Linked DNA regions of Drosophila melanogaster: region 1 is linked to region 2. Evidence: chromatin contacts called from public Hi-C data. All regions are on one chromosome and are shown on one strand. Each heading gives the region's core, a stretch centred on a gene start, on an enhancer-like site or on the middle of the called end of the contact. The rest is flanking DNA. Distances are from core to core; before and after follow the strand shown.

The links. A called contact is a pair of places that touch in the nucleus more often than the background predicts.
Region 1: a contact with region 2 is called in a Hi-C map of the S2 cell line, with 1.8 times the contacts expected there. The contact joins the enhancer-like site here to the promoter of Cdep in region 2. A contact is called at or near these places in 7 of 107 Hi-C or Micro-C datasets (the Kc167 cell line, the OSC cell line, the S2 cell line and 1 more).

The regions. Positions count from the first base shown.
Region 1 is chr3R:5,187,160-5,191,189 of dm6, reverse strand. cno (canoe) reads left to right here. Exons shown (of 20, transcript NM_001316565.1): 7 at 3,530-3,882. Among named protein-coding and RNA genes, the nearest start is that of snRNA:U4atac, 6.0 kb to the left of the region's middle. Within about 2 kb of position 2,244, at least 17 of the 39 cell types and tissues checked have an H3K27ac peak or open chromatin away from gene starts, as enhancers often do. A contact at or near this core is called in the OSC cell line, the S2 cell line and eye imaginal disc, where this site is marked.
Region 2 is chr3R:4,908,832-4,912,804 of dm6, reverse strand. It overlaps Cdep (Chondrocyte-derived ezrin-like domain containing protein), which reads right to left and starts at 2,253. Exons shown (of 13, transcript NM_169022.2): 1 at 1,720-2,253. It overlaps Gnf1 (Germ line transcription factor 1), which reads right to left. Exons shown (of 4, transcript NM_079505.3): 3 at 3,715-3,973; 4 at 2,724-3,656. The coding sequence ends at 2,879.

The DNA of each region.
Region 1 (4,030 bases), core at 995-3,494, 280 kb before region 2:
AATCTCAGTCAATTAGGCCAAGCAAAGGCGGCGTGCCTCTTTCCCTTCGCCCACGCATTTCAGAATCTAGTTCAAGGAAACTGTGAAGAGTTTGTTTTTCTAAAGTATCTTTTTTACATACTACACTTTTAATTAAATGCTTGACTGCTCTGCTCCGTTCTGTTCGCTTTCTGGCATGCTCTGCTGCGAAGTTTGAGGAGAAAGTTTCATTTCCTGCCGTTTCTTCGACTAATTAAAAACAGCATAATGAAAGGACGCACTGAACATCGAATACTCTGTAAATGAAATCAAGGCTTTTAGAAAAGAATAGACTGGCACGGAAAAGGTCGCGTTTTAATTATTAAGAGATGAGGTGGTTAATATATCTGAAAGAACCAGCACGTTTAAGAGTGAGCAAGACCCCTTCTCTGATTTATGCCTGCCAAATGCCCATCTAACCAAACCGAATGGGACACTTCAGCAACCCACTTTCCTCTTTCTAATCGCTTTGGCCATTAGAGCACAAGCTGCGCTAATAAAAATTAATGCGCCCAGCGCTTGGTGGCTGGGCCAGATTCCACATTTCCCGGCACACCCAGCGAGTCCACAGTTTTGTGGATACCTATCCTGGTGCGGATTCTGCCCCAGTCACTCAACTCGTTATGCAATTTCCCTGCATTGTTTTTCACTCTGTAAAATGCACCCCGCCTTCCGTCCTTTGTGCTCTGTTGCCAATTTATTCGCACTTATGCACGTGCATACAGCCGCACACAAGGACAGTCGGAGGCTACACACATGATCCTGGCACGTTGTTGGCCGAATCAATTTCATGGCTCGTTCGTCTACGCCCGAGCCTTCCTCACACCCACCCATAGCCATCCACCCACCAACTGCCCCACAACCAGGCGCCCTGCCAGCTCCCTCACCACCTGTTTTTGATGGCTTTTGCAATTTGCCCGTTTTCTTGTGTCAACAATGGAGCCGGTGGTGAGTGGGCGAATGGATGGGTGAATAGGTGGGGGGTGGTGCTACCTTTGGGCCGGCCAAGCTGTTGACCAAGTCGGAACAATTAAAACGATTTTTCTGGCATCCGTTTGGCACTGCACTTTATCAATGTGCCCCTCGTTTCTGCTTTCCAAATGTCAACTGCCAAGGACGAAACGTTGTTGGCTTTCTTTCTCTGGCTAGAAATAAAGTCACAAGTGCTCTTAAAAGAAAAAACTGTACTCCTTTCGAAATCGATATATTTGGTTAACTCCTTAGACGTTTTTACCATTTCTACGATAATAATTATATTGTTTGGAACGGCAGTTAATTGTATGAGAATGTACACAAGAATAGGTCAGGACCTTTTAAATTGTGTGACGGTGAACCAAGTTCCGATTCTATATGCATACCTCAATTGCCAGTCGCGCTATTGAGCTGTCTTCCAGTGTTGAGCTTGTCCATTTACTGATTGATTTACAATTGTACGACGTGCATGGTTCGGTTATAAATTACCTGGTCTGGTGAACACGGTTATTGGGAACTGTCATCTGCAGTTGGGAGAGATAGTATGGGCTGGAATAGGAACCGGCCACTTAAATCGTTTCAAATGAAAACATAATTAATATAGTCACTATAGGGGTCTAAGAATATGTGTTTTGTCCCATGTTCTTGAAATAATCCCCTTCTTAATCTCCGATCAACTTTCTCGTCTGACCGGCTTTCAACAAACCCATCGGCTCAACTCCAAACAAGCTTCAATTCAAACAAGGAGATTATTCAGTCATTCCACTCAAGGTCTCCTCCACATCGAGTATATGAAGCGTGCTCATGTTTTGGCTTCTTTCCTAAGCTGCTTCTCGGCTGCCTTATTGTTTGCTTTCTGTTTGGTGGCAGCACACATTTTGGAGTTGATTATTCTGAGAGCGACCAGAAGTTTTCGGAAAAGTTTTGCACAACGCCATCCGAACGATGTTTTGACTTTAAATCCATGTGTGTGAGCCAAATATTAATAATACTTGTGTACACAAAAATACAGCTGTGGTTTCCTTGGTCTCGCAGAAAAGATATTTTGAAGCAGAAATACAATTCATTTTGGCTCTACGTTGTTCTTTTACAAATTGTTGTTCCTCAGCTCCCCCCTTTTCAAGTTGAATGCGTGGCTAGATTTCCCCTGGGGTTTCCTCCCCGCCATCCAATATGTTGCACATACCACGCCCTGCCATGCCTTATTTAGCCTGCATTGCCAAAATGCCTTTGGCATATGCCAAGTCTGGTCTTGCATCTCGCCTTCATCTGCTGCAATTTGCCCCAAAACCATGGCCCAAAAATGGGTTTTGTCGCAGCAGGGGGAGGTGTTCTGCCGTAGTTGCCATCGCTTTTTGCACGCTTCGTTAAGCATTCTATACAATAAACAGCAGCAGCAGAAACATCTGAGATGAGGGTATGGCTTGTACTTCCCAGAGTATATATATATATATATATATATATATATATATATATATATATATATATATATATTGAAATCAAGCAAAATAATGTGTGTCATTATAGAAGACATTCTCTACAGCCTCTAACTGGAATGCTTTCAGGACCATATGTAGCTAAGTCAAATATTAAATTACTTCATGGTAATACGTTTCAGACTGAAAATATATAGTGTGTGTGCACACTGTTGGTTTGCTTTTGCAGTTGTCGTCTATGAAAAGTTACGGAATGTATATACATATACATTTTTATATCAAAGAACCAGGCAGCGAAGTTTTTCCACTCAGCTGTCTGCCGTCTGCCATCGTTCGGATATTCAGGCAGCTAGTCAGCCAGCCAGTCAGTCAGTCGGTCGGTCAGTTCAGTCTGGGTTCAGGAATGCTATAAATATGGATATATTGCATATACATATATCCCCCGGTTGATTCCCCCTGTATGTGAAGTAAAGTAGATTGTTTTTCGCTGGTTGGCAAAATGAACATCTAATATCGAGATGAAATTGATGATGCAGCCCGAAGTGGATTTCGTTTTTGGAATTTCTATTCGCCTTTGTTACTTCCGACGCGAACTGATGGGATGCGATTGCACAGAGCGTTTATTTCGAGGTTCGAACACTAGTGGGCACGATATTGGATACGGATTAACTACAAGCGTTTCATACCATATCGTACATCGATATGGATCAGATTTTTAAGATTTATAATTCAAATATTTTGAATTACAAAAAATGGAGCAAGAAAAGTTAAAACTATAGAACTATATTTTGTTAATGTTATTATTCTCAAGCGGACATCATTGATTACTGCCTCGACTGTCATGGCAGTCATCATTCCTTTTCGCGGCAGAGATTCACAATTTTGACTCATTCAGCGTAAACTGCATTTCCCAGCGAGACACAAAAAAAAAAGGCGGCTAAAAAGCTGCGGTTGCATACTATTTGTTTTATATATATTTTTTTGTTGTTGTATTTGAATACTATTTTGAACAATGAATTTAACGAGTAAATTTACATCATACTTAAATTCATCACTAGCCTATATTCAGTGTAGTATTAACTTTTAATATTTTATATTTTCAGGCTCCATCATGTTCCATGTGCGGAGACGTCCGGCGGACTCACAGCCCCGGAGGAGAAAGAAAAAACCACTGGGCGCGGCCAACGGGGCGAACCACATATCCGGAGATCGGGAGGGACCCGTCCTGGTGGAGGTGACGCACAGCGGCGACGGCGGCCGGCGGATTAAGTTGGGCAGCGACCCGGTGGAGGTGGGGTCGGCCAACACTAACTGCCTGCAGCTATTCGGACCCTCGATCCAGCCGAGGCACTGCCTCATTTCGCTGCTGGAGGGGGTTTGCACCGTGACCCCGCTGCACACCGATGCCCTGACCTTTGTCAATGGCCACCACATTAGTCAGCCGACCATTCTGCATGTAAGTTTAAGGACCGGCTCTAAGCACGGTCACATTGAAATTATATACGTAGTCCGATGGGGAAATAATCCTGTTAAGAGTCTTCTCTTAAAGGCACACAATATATTCATTCTAGGAAAATTCTTAAAGTGTCTGAGGAAATATCTAT
Region 2 (3,973 bases), core at 1,004-3,503:
CCATTGCATCCGTGTAATGGCTTCGACATTGTCATAAGTGGAAAATATATTCCAACAGTTTACCCTACAAACTACGTACTGAATATGAAGAATATGCCTAGTTTTCTACACGGCAAACTTTTAGGCCGGGACTTTGATCCATCCTAAAAGAGCCCCAATGATGATGTCAGAAGGGCTGTTGACTAGCCAAAAACTCAACGACCAGCTTGCTAACAAACGGGTATTTTGACAGCTTCGGTTCCGCTCTCTTCAGTCAAGTGTGTTGTCGGCGTTGGCTTATCTGTGCCGCTAGCCCGCCCCAAGCGGTTCTCCCACACACACCGCGTTCTGCTGATAAGAAGCGGTGTAAACAGAGTGCTGCATATGTGTGGTGTACAGTGAAACCTCCTGTATGTCGAACTATACTATATTTTTACAGACAGACCTCGCATTCAACCAAAATATGAACAGAGGTCGTCTTACGCAAGAACAACTGTCTTTCACCCATGTACACCCATGGTGTATCTATTTCATTTCTGGCTATTGTTTTTGCAGTCTGGATAAAGATACTGAACCCGTTAGGGGTGCCCAGCTGTAACTGTGTTCCTTGTTCTGCCTTATCGCAAACCATTTATCGGAAGGTCTCTGATATCAGTTTCGGTCTTTTTGCGGAGTTTATTATTGAAGAGTTTCGTCACTATGCAAATAGAGATACGTCCCATGGCACAGAAAAATGCGCTGACCTCATGAGCCGATAAAAATGCAGGGTCCGCCGATGAGGCGGAAAATAACAAGAACTTGTCCACTGACAGACTTTCGAGTGAACGAAAGCGAAATCTATTGAAAAGTAAACATTCACACGCAGGACGATCGCAGCATAATGTGTCAGAGGGGGCGTGGGGAAGGGCGAGAAGTGGGTGGTGTTTCGATGGGGTGGAACGTCGAACAAATGCAATGACCTGAATATGGAGCGCTGTGTGCAGAGAAATGTGAAAAGGGCGATAAAAATGAGGCAGGATGCGGGTAAGATGAAAGGCGAAAGGCGAAAAAGCAAGGAAATTGTATTCAGCTTGAATATATTAATAGGTGGACAATGTGTACTTCGACTGGGAGCAAAATAAGCATTTCAGAGCCATTCTTCCTCTTTTCCCGTATAAAAAAAAAAAACGCTATCTTTACATCCAAATTGGATGTTATAGCATATCCTATCTTACAAGTGGCATCATAAGTTCTATCGAAATGTGATAAACCTAAAATCACATTCATATTCTTTACCGTTTTTATGACAAATGGCTTGTGGGCGAAAAATACATTATGAGTAAATCTCAATTTGCATGCTGCGTGAAAGGAGTATTGGCGACAGCTATGAGCTGGAAAATTCGTTTATTCGAATCCCTCATTCACAACACTCCCCCCACTTGACCCCTGGATGGATTCACACTCACTGCAATGACGTTTGGGCGAGTGCTGAAAGGTAAACATGTGTAGCCAAAACACGCAGCACGAAGCCCTCCGAAGGCAGGCAAAGTAACGGTACAAGGCGCGGCACCTGTTTACCGAGCGCAAGGGGAATGGGAAGGGGAGAGGAGCGCAAAACCCTGGCTCTCGGGCGTGAGCATGTATGCGTGAGCTGGGAGGCTGAGAGTGTCCTTGTGACTGGCCTGGCCTGGCCCAACAACAACAGCAATGGGGTGGGTGCTTGGGCAGGGGGTGTGGGAGGGAATCGGAGTCTGCACTTGCCTGCTCTATCGCGCGCTCGCTCTCGCTCTCGCGTTCGCTCGCCCAGCTCGGCAGCGTTGTATCTGTGTGTGTGCGCGGTTGAAGTCGTTGTGTGTGTGCTGGAATTTACGTGCTTATTGAATTTTCAGAGAGTTGCGCAAAAAACAAAAAAAAGCGGACGAGTTCGACGCTTTGAACTACAATTAATTTTAATTTGATTAAAAGCGCGACGCCAGGCTGGCTTCGCTCATTTATGGGTGTTGTTTTTCGCCGAGCTGCGCCCTTTACACGGATACACAGATACACACTCCCACACACACAGGCGCGCGTAAGCCGAGAATTTTCAGTGCGAAAAATATAGAACGCGAAACCCGTCGAACGTGGCAGGTATTCCCGGAAAATCAAGTGGATCGCGCACTCTGGCAGTTAATCGAATGCTTCGCTTGAATTTGCCCGCACATGCTGTCCCCTGACTTTTCTGGCAATTTTCACTGCATTTTCCGCTGCCCAGTACGTGCATCCGTTCGCGTTGACATCGGGGAAAAAACTCAGATACGATACTCTTTGGCGCTACCACGAGATAGCAGGGCTGCCGAAACATCGATTGCTGCATTATCGATTGTGCTTCGCAACATCATCGATTTGTTTCAGGCCAAAAACGTTATTATGTTATAATATATTTATAATAATTAATTAAGTATAAATTAAAGACTTAAATTAATTTTTAAATTGTAAACGTATTTTTCACAAATGTAAATGTACGATAGTACAAATTAGTTTAAATTATAGAGCATGGAGTGACCATCACTGATCGCGTTACCAACAATTTTTTTTAAATAAATTTGAGCTTGACATATTCGCGCTCTTGATCCTTATACAGTTAAAGCAAACAATTGATCAATTAAAAAATCATCATCTCAATTCTTTCGTAGTATTATTCATACAGACAATTATTTTATTACCAATTTTTCCCTTTTTAGTTTACACCTACGCCACTCAGTGTTATAATAAAATGTTTTGCAATTCAAGCACATATTTTATTGGTAAATATATATTTTCAGCAGTATAAACAGTGTCGGCCAGTGCCGGCCATTCATGAGATTTTAAACAAAAACTACTTACAAATGGGAAATTTGATGGCAAAAAAATCATCATATAATATAGGAAATCGTTAGTGCATTCACTTTTTGGCCTTGGCCTTAGACTTTGAAGCCGTGGAAGATGTAGCCTTTTTGGATCCACCAGACGCTTTTGACGTAGTTGTCCTCTTTTTGGCTTTGATCAAACTATCCAGCTCTAGGTTGTCCTTGTCCTCGTCTTCCTCTGATGATAAGTGGCCACCAGCTCCGTCCTCTTCGCCCGGACCCTCGTCCAAGTAATCGTCATCCGCTCCAGCAGCCTCTGATTTCTTCTTTTTGATGCCTGCTTGAGCGGAATAGGAGTATGCCATAACCTCCTTGTTGTAGGATCGCGTTAAAGCGGCTTTTACTCTCCCATCCACTGCGTCCAGTGGGGATTTCTTGCCGGGCCAGGATGTAAGCTCGACCAGCGAGTCCAGATCCTCACGGAGTAGATGGTAATCCTTCATAACGTCTAAAGCAGCGGGCACACCCTCCTGCCCATCCTTTGCAAGAGGTCGCACAATATTATCCAGAAGGAAGGGGGCGTAATCCAGCCTCACTGATAGCCTTGAGCCCGAGGTGCAGACCCTAGTATGATCATGCAGCTCCTGGGCCAGCCTGGCACGTTTTCCAGACTTGGAATTCTTGCCCAGCCACCCGGGAAAGTTAATCTGTCCAGTGAAGTGGCCACACATGTGCTCGCCAGGAAGGACCGAGCTGAAAAAGGCCTGAGTGGGTAGAAGACTCCAAGCAGAATTCGCACGAATACGCTTTTCAACAAGGTCACCCAAGCTTAGGGCATCTGCCGTAGCTGCCACCTTTGCCAGGACATCCTTTCTGCAAAGAGTGAAGTTGGTGAATGGGTACGCCCTTGGCTTAGGTAAACTAGACTTACTTGTTTCCCTGTGGTAGGACCTGCAGATAGTTTTGCTGCACAAAGAGCGGGGCCAGGCTGTAGTCGTGAAAGAAAAGGTCGCTCTTGTCGGCAAAAGACATGTGTTTGTGCTCGTCCGCGGTGAAGACTTTTCGCACCACCTCCCAGGGTCCCAGCTTCAGATCCTTGGTGGCAACCTGCTGCCCTGACTTTTGGGAAGCGTCTTCCTTGGCGCTCAGCAGGGCAATGTGGTTAATGGATTGCCGAATATCGTTGTTGG